Regions from separate parts of the Sus scrofa genome. Here region 1 is linked to region 2. Evidence: chromatin contacts called from public HiChIP or PLAC-seq data. All regions are on one chromosome and are shown on one strand. The core of a region is the stretch at or near the end of the contact, and the rest is flanking DNA. Distances in the headings are between cores, read along the strand shown.

The links. HiChIP or PLAC-seq counts read pairs in DNA pulled down with a chosen protein or histone mark.
Region 1: an H3K27ac HiChIP or PLAC-seq map of alveolar macrophages shows a contact between it and region 2. The contact joins the promoter of TRAK2 here to the promoter of CASP10 in region 2. A contact is called at or near these places in 1 of 5 promoter capture datasets (liver) and 2 of 2 datasets of contacts at active chromatin or transcription factors (alveolar macrophages and skeletal muscle).

The regions. Positions count from the first base shown.
Region 1 is chr15:105,054,628-105,057,327 of Sscrofa11.1, reverse strand. TRAK2 (trafficking kinesin-binding protein 2) reads left to right here and starts at 1,274. Exons shown (of 16, transcript XM_021075699.1): 1 at 1,274-1,476. STRADB (STE20-related kinase adapter protein beta) reads right to left here and starts at 2,110. Exons shown (of 12, transcript XM_003133587.5): 1 at 1,836-2,110.
Region 2 is chr15:104,856,670-104,859,369 of Sscrofa11.1, reverse strand. CASP10 (caspase 10) reads right to left here and starts at 1,269. Exons shown (of 12, transcript NM_001161640.1): 1 at 1,110-1,269.

The DNA of each region.
Region 1 (2,700 bases), core at 25-2,524, 200 kb before region 2:
GGCCTACTATATAGCACTGGGAATTCTATTCAATGCTCTGTGATGGCCTATACGAGAAAAGAATCTGAAAAAGAATCGATATATGTATAGCTGATTTACTTTCCCGTACAGCTGAAGCTAACACAACATTGCAAGTCTACTCCAATTAATTTTTAAATATTCATACCTTTTGACCTAATAAAATTCTCACTTCCATTAACTTATTCTAAGGAAACATCCGAGTAAATGAAAAAACCACACACCTGAAAGTCACTGTGCTATTGACTAAAAAAGCCAAGTATTCACTTCACAAATGTTTAATGAATGCCTGTCATGGGTCAGGCACTGTGCTAGGCACTTGGGACACTCATTAGTGACCACCGCAGACAAGGCCCTGACCACTTGTAGGGGACATTCCCACAAGCAGTAAGATTAGAGATATCATGATTAACTGAATTTCCTGGTTCTCAGGATTTTGTTTCCTGCTTTTCCCACGTAATATAAGTAAGTTCTTAAACAACAAAAATTTTGTAAACTCCATTACACTTTTTTTTTCCCAGAAAAACTCATAAGAAACACAATCTGTGAGAACTGTGCATGGGTTAATCCCAGAGATTTTGCTTTAGATGTGACAGACTATTAAGAGATAATATTATAAGACATTTTGAGGTCAAGGCAGCAGCTGCCCCTGCTAAGGGCAGCGGGGGGAGGGAAGGATAGCTTTGCTGTCATAATTTTCTCCTGCATGCGCTTTCACTAGGTATAAATATAAATTCTTTAAAAAAAATCATGGTGAGACTTGTATTTCTAAATATATTCACAGGTACATCAGTGTGGTCTCTTGCACTTGTATCTAAAAAGCTAATTAGGATAAAGCCTTATAAATAATTTAAATCTGTTCTATATTAATGGTTCCTCCTAAGGCTTTAATCTGAAAGGTTAAATTAACACTTGCTGAGAAAATCAGGAGCGCATCTAAATTACACAACTGGGGAGGGGGGAGAGAATTAGTTAATGTAAACATCCAAAAGAGACCACTGTTACTGGGAATGCAAAAAACCTGATTTAACTGCGCAGAGCTCTAAGATTACTGTAAGTTTCAAAGGGATCCTGGGAACCCATAAAGTCTTAAAAATTAGAGCGACGCACAACTCAGTAGAATTTTCCAAACTTAGCATCGTGACTCACACTTTCAAAAAATATTTACGAAGTGCCTACTGTGTGCCAGGCTCTAGGCTAGGTAGGCGCTGTCACAAATTCTGATCAAGTTCTAAGGGAAAAGGTGCCTGACACAACAAACCCACGAGGAAACAACACAACGCTGAACTTAAATACCGAGGACCAAACGCAGCTTGAGCATTTAATGATGTAAAAGCTTCCTTCCGAGTCCTGTTTTGGGGCACTTTGTTAGCGAACTCACAGAAGGTGTCACACGGAGCGGGGGCCGGAGGGCGTCCTCGGTTTGGAAACTTCTCGAGCGGGGAAGCACGGCCAAAGGTGAGAGCAAGGGTAAGGGTGGGGGTGGCGGGGCCGGGGGAGAGCGCGGCGGGCGGATGGGCCCCCAAACACCTGGCACCGCCAACCCCAGCAGGCGCCGCCTACGCCGCACGCAGGTGCCTCCGCCGCCGCGAGGCCCAGGACTCCCGGGCAGAGCCGGAGCTGCGCGGGGCGCACGGGCCGGTCGCCACGCAGAGCCGGGCTCCCTCCACAGCCCCGCTGGCCGCCCGGGCTCGGGCTTGAGGCAGGGTGGCGAGTTCTAGTCCCGGGCTTCCCGAGGTTAGCGCGAACGCAACCGCGCTCCCTCACGTCCCAACTGTCCCTCCCTTACCCTCCCCGGCCCGGCGTCCCCTCATTACCTAGGCGGCGACCAAAGCCAGCAGCTCTCCTCAGGCAGCCAAAGGTGCAGGGCCCGGGTGCCCGGCCCGCCCAGGGGCAAGGCGAGAGCGCAAGGCCCGCTCCCAGCGCGGGCCGCGAAGCTCAAGAGGGCGGCGCGACCCGGACTGGGACTGTGGGCCTGGAACTCGGCCCCAGCCCGGGGCACCCCGCCGGGACGGGATTCGCCCCACCCCGGCTGCAGGGTCGCGGCCCCGCCTCCCGCCTCGGGGCCGCCGGTTAGGGGGCGTGGCCTTTCGTGCTAGGGGCGTGGCCTAGAGGAAACTGCAATTCCCAGCAGGTAGTGCGCTAGCGCCTTAGAGGCTGCTGGGAGAGTGGGTCTCGTCCTCTCTTCCCCAATTGTGCGGGGCGGGGGACTGTAATTGAGCCGGCGTCGCTGCAAAACCGAAGTCGCCGAGTGATGATGTTGTGAAGTCGCCCACCAGTCCCTGCCACGCCCGGGCGGTTACAGGCAGCGGCGGCCGCTTTGGCTGCTGCTCCTAGGCTGCCGCCGCTTTTAGAATCTTCTCCTTGAAGGAGCGCGGGCGCAGGACCGAGGACCCCGGGCTATTCCTGTAAGTAACCTTCCCGCGCACGACCCGAACTTGCTCTTGCCATCTTCTCTTGAAGGCAGAGGAGCCTCCTCGCCCCGCGCTCCTCCTGGTCCTCGGAGGTCGCGCGCGGACACTGGAGCCGGAGCTGGGTACTGGAGGGCTGGGTGCTCGCCGGGTCCCCGCCCCGCTCTGGGAAGCGGGTGGTTTTCTAAGGATAAGGGCGAAGTGGTGGGCATTGGACTCTGGTCCCCGGGTTCACCCCAGATGCGCCTCTGAGGAGGATTAGCAGTATCCC
Region 2 (2,700 bases), core at 20-2,519:
ACCCTAGAAAGAGTGAGTGGTTTCAGACAACAGACTAGGCAGGAAGTCACAAACTAACCCGCCTGACCGGTTCATAAACTTATGGTCTTTCTACATGAAATTTCATTCTAATCAGAGGAACGATAAATTGCAAAAAAAAAAAAAAAAAAAAAAAAGAAAATTTCAGTGTAATTACTCATTTTTTGAGGACGTGAAGTGTATGTTCTCTGTACAAGACTAGGCTGTTTAGAAATAAGAAATTACTCTCTAAAGGAAGGAGAACATAGCAAAGACAAAAAACAGGAGTTCCCACTGTGGTGCAGCGGAAACGAATCTAACTCATATCCATGAGGACTTGGGTTCAATCCCTGGTCTCGATCAGTGGGTTAAGGATCTGGCATTGCCGTGAGCTATGGTGTAGGTCACAGAAGCGGCTTAGATCCTGTGTTGCTTCAGCTGTGGTGTAGGCTGACAGCTACAGCTCCGATTCCATCCCGAGCCTGAGAACCTCCATATGCTGTGGGTGCGGCCCTAAAAAGAAAAAAGGAAAAAAAAAAAAAACCCAAAAAACAAACACCCCCCCCCCAAACATCAATAACAAAGAGTGGTTATATGAAGGTGGTATAATTACAGATAATATAAATTTTCTTCTGGGCTCCTGTCTGTTTTCTCAAATTTTACGCAATTATTTCGCTATTACTTTAATTGTTAGAAAAAGAACCCCCCCCATGTCATTTTTAATGTGATCATCCATGGGGTCTTCCTTGCTAATAGCTCTGTCATACTAGAAACCAAATGACTGGATTCTTGGAGACATCTTATTCTACGAGACATCTTAATCTAACATGGTACATTTGTCTCGCAGTTTCCTAAAGATTCTGATCTTTAGCTTTGGTGAGTCTACCCGACTTTGTCTCCATTTATAGACTAGCATATTTCTACCAGAAAAGGGCTATGTTGGAGCCTTCCTGGGGATTTTTAAACTTTCTTTTTTCCTGGGTTGGCTAATAAATCCAGACAGAACAGTGCCGTTGCTGGCAAGCGTGAGTTTTTCCAAGTTTCCGAGACACATAGCGAGGGCAAAGCCTGGAGTTTAAGACCCCAGCAAGAAAAAGGTATTAATTACATACCTTCAGATCAAATTCCACTGATCTTCTGGAGGTTAAAGTTCTCAGGGAAATTTCCTGGAAACACACCTTGAAAACAATTATAATCCTCTGCGTCCTCCACGTTCCAAGGAAGCTCCCATTTGTTCAGGAAGGGAACTCAACTTGGTGCAGCCCAGGCAAGTGAAACTGTCTCTGAGTTTCGGTAACTTATACTTAGCTCCTGCTGACATCATCTTTCAATCACTCTTCTTGCCTCCTCCCCTTTCGTGGGGTTAGGATAATGCTGACAAACGGCGCCTCCTAGAGGCAGATGCAAGACCAACAGATGAATCGGAGGAAATGCACGTTCCAGGAGGAAATGCACGTTGCAGGAGGAAATGCACGTTGCAGGAGGAAATGGAGGAAGTGCACATTCCAGGAGGAATCGGAGGTGCATTTCCAGGACGGGAACTCCCCAAACTAACCTTTAAAATGAAACTCAAAAAGCTCATGAAACAGTAGTCAGCCATCTTAACCCTTTCTCAAATAAGTCTACGTGCGAATAAACAAACAAATTTAAGGCAAAAAAAAAAAAAAAAAAAAGAATAAGGCAAAAATAAAAAGGAGGGGAACTAGACCTAAAAGCCCATTGGGAAGTATTTGCAAGGAACTCAGTTACCAGTAGACGAAACTGGTGAAGGCTCTGCCCTCCTCGCACATTCAACCCGGCAGAAAAAGATTTTACATTGAATAACAAGACACTATATGGAAGTTCCCATTGTGGCTTAGTGGTAACGAGCCTGACTAGTCCATGAGGAGGCAAGTTTGATCCCTGGCCTCTATTAGTGGGTTAAACGATCCAGCGTTGCCATGAGCTATGGTGTACGTCACAGAAGTGGCTCAGGTCTGGTGCTGCTGTGGCAGCGGGATAGGCCGGTGCTGTAGCTCCAATTGGACCCCTAGCCTGGGAACCTCCATATGCCGCAGGTGCGGCCCTAAAAAGCCAATAAATAAATAAACTATATAATAAAAGCAACACCTAACACTTGTATCCCAACTACCATATGCCAGGTAATATTGACTCATTTAAATCATCCCAACAACCCTCTAAAATAAATACTATTTAAAAATAATCATTTCTTGGAAGTTCCCGTCGTGGCTCAGTGGTTAACGAATCCGACTAGGAACCATGAAGTTGCGGGTTCAATCCCTGGCCTTGCTCAGTGGGTTAAGGATCCGGCATTACCATGAGCTGTGGTGTAGGTCGCAGATGCGGCTCAGATCTGGCGTTGCTGTGGCTGTGGTGTAGGCCGGCGGCTACAGCTTCGATTAGACCCCTAGCCTGGGAACCTCCATATGCAGCAGAAGCAGCCCTAGAAAAGGCAAAAAGACCAAAAAAAAACCACAACACTTCTTTCTTTCCTTTTGTCAAGATGTAATATGAAATGCCTTTTCTTCTGTAATTGTGGGAAGGGTAGAATGAATATTCCCAAACTTGTCTAAATTTAAGTAAATTCATTCTGTGGGTCAGAATGTTGCTTTGGAATTTGCCATAAGTTGAATTATACACTCATATTACTTCCACAATGAGGTTGTCTTTGAGGGTTAGAAATGTTTGTTTTGCTTCTTGGTA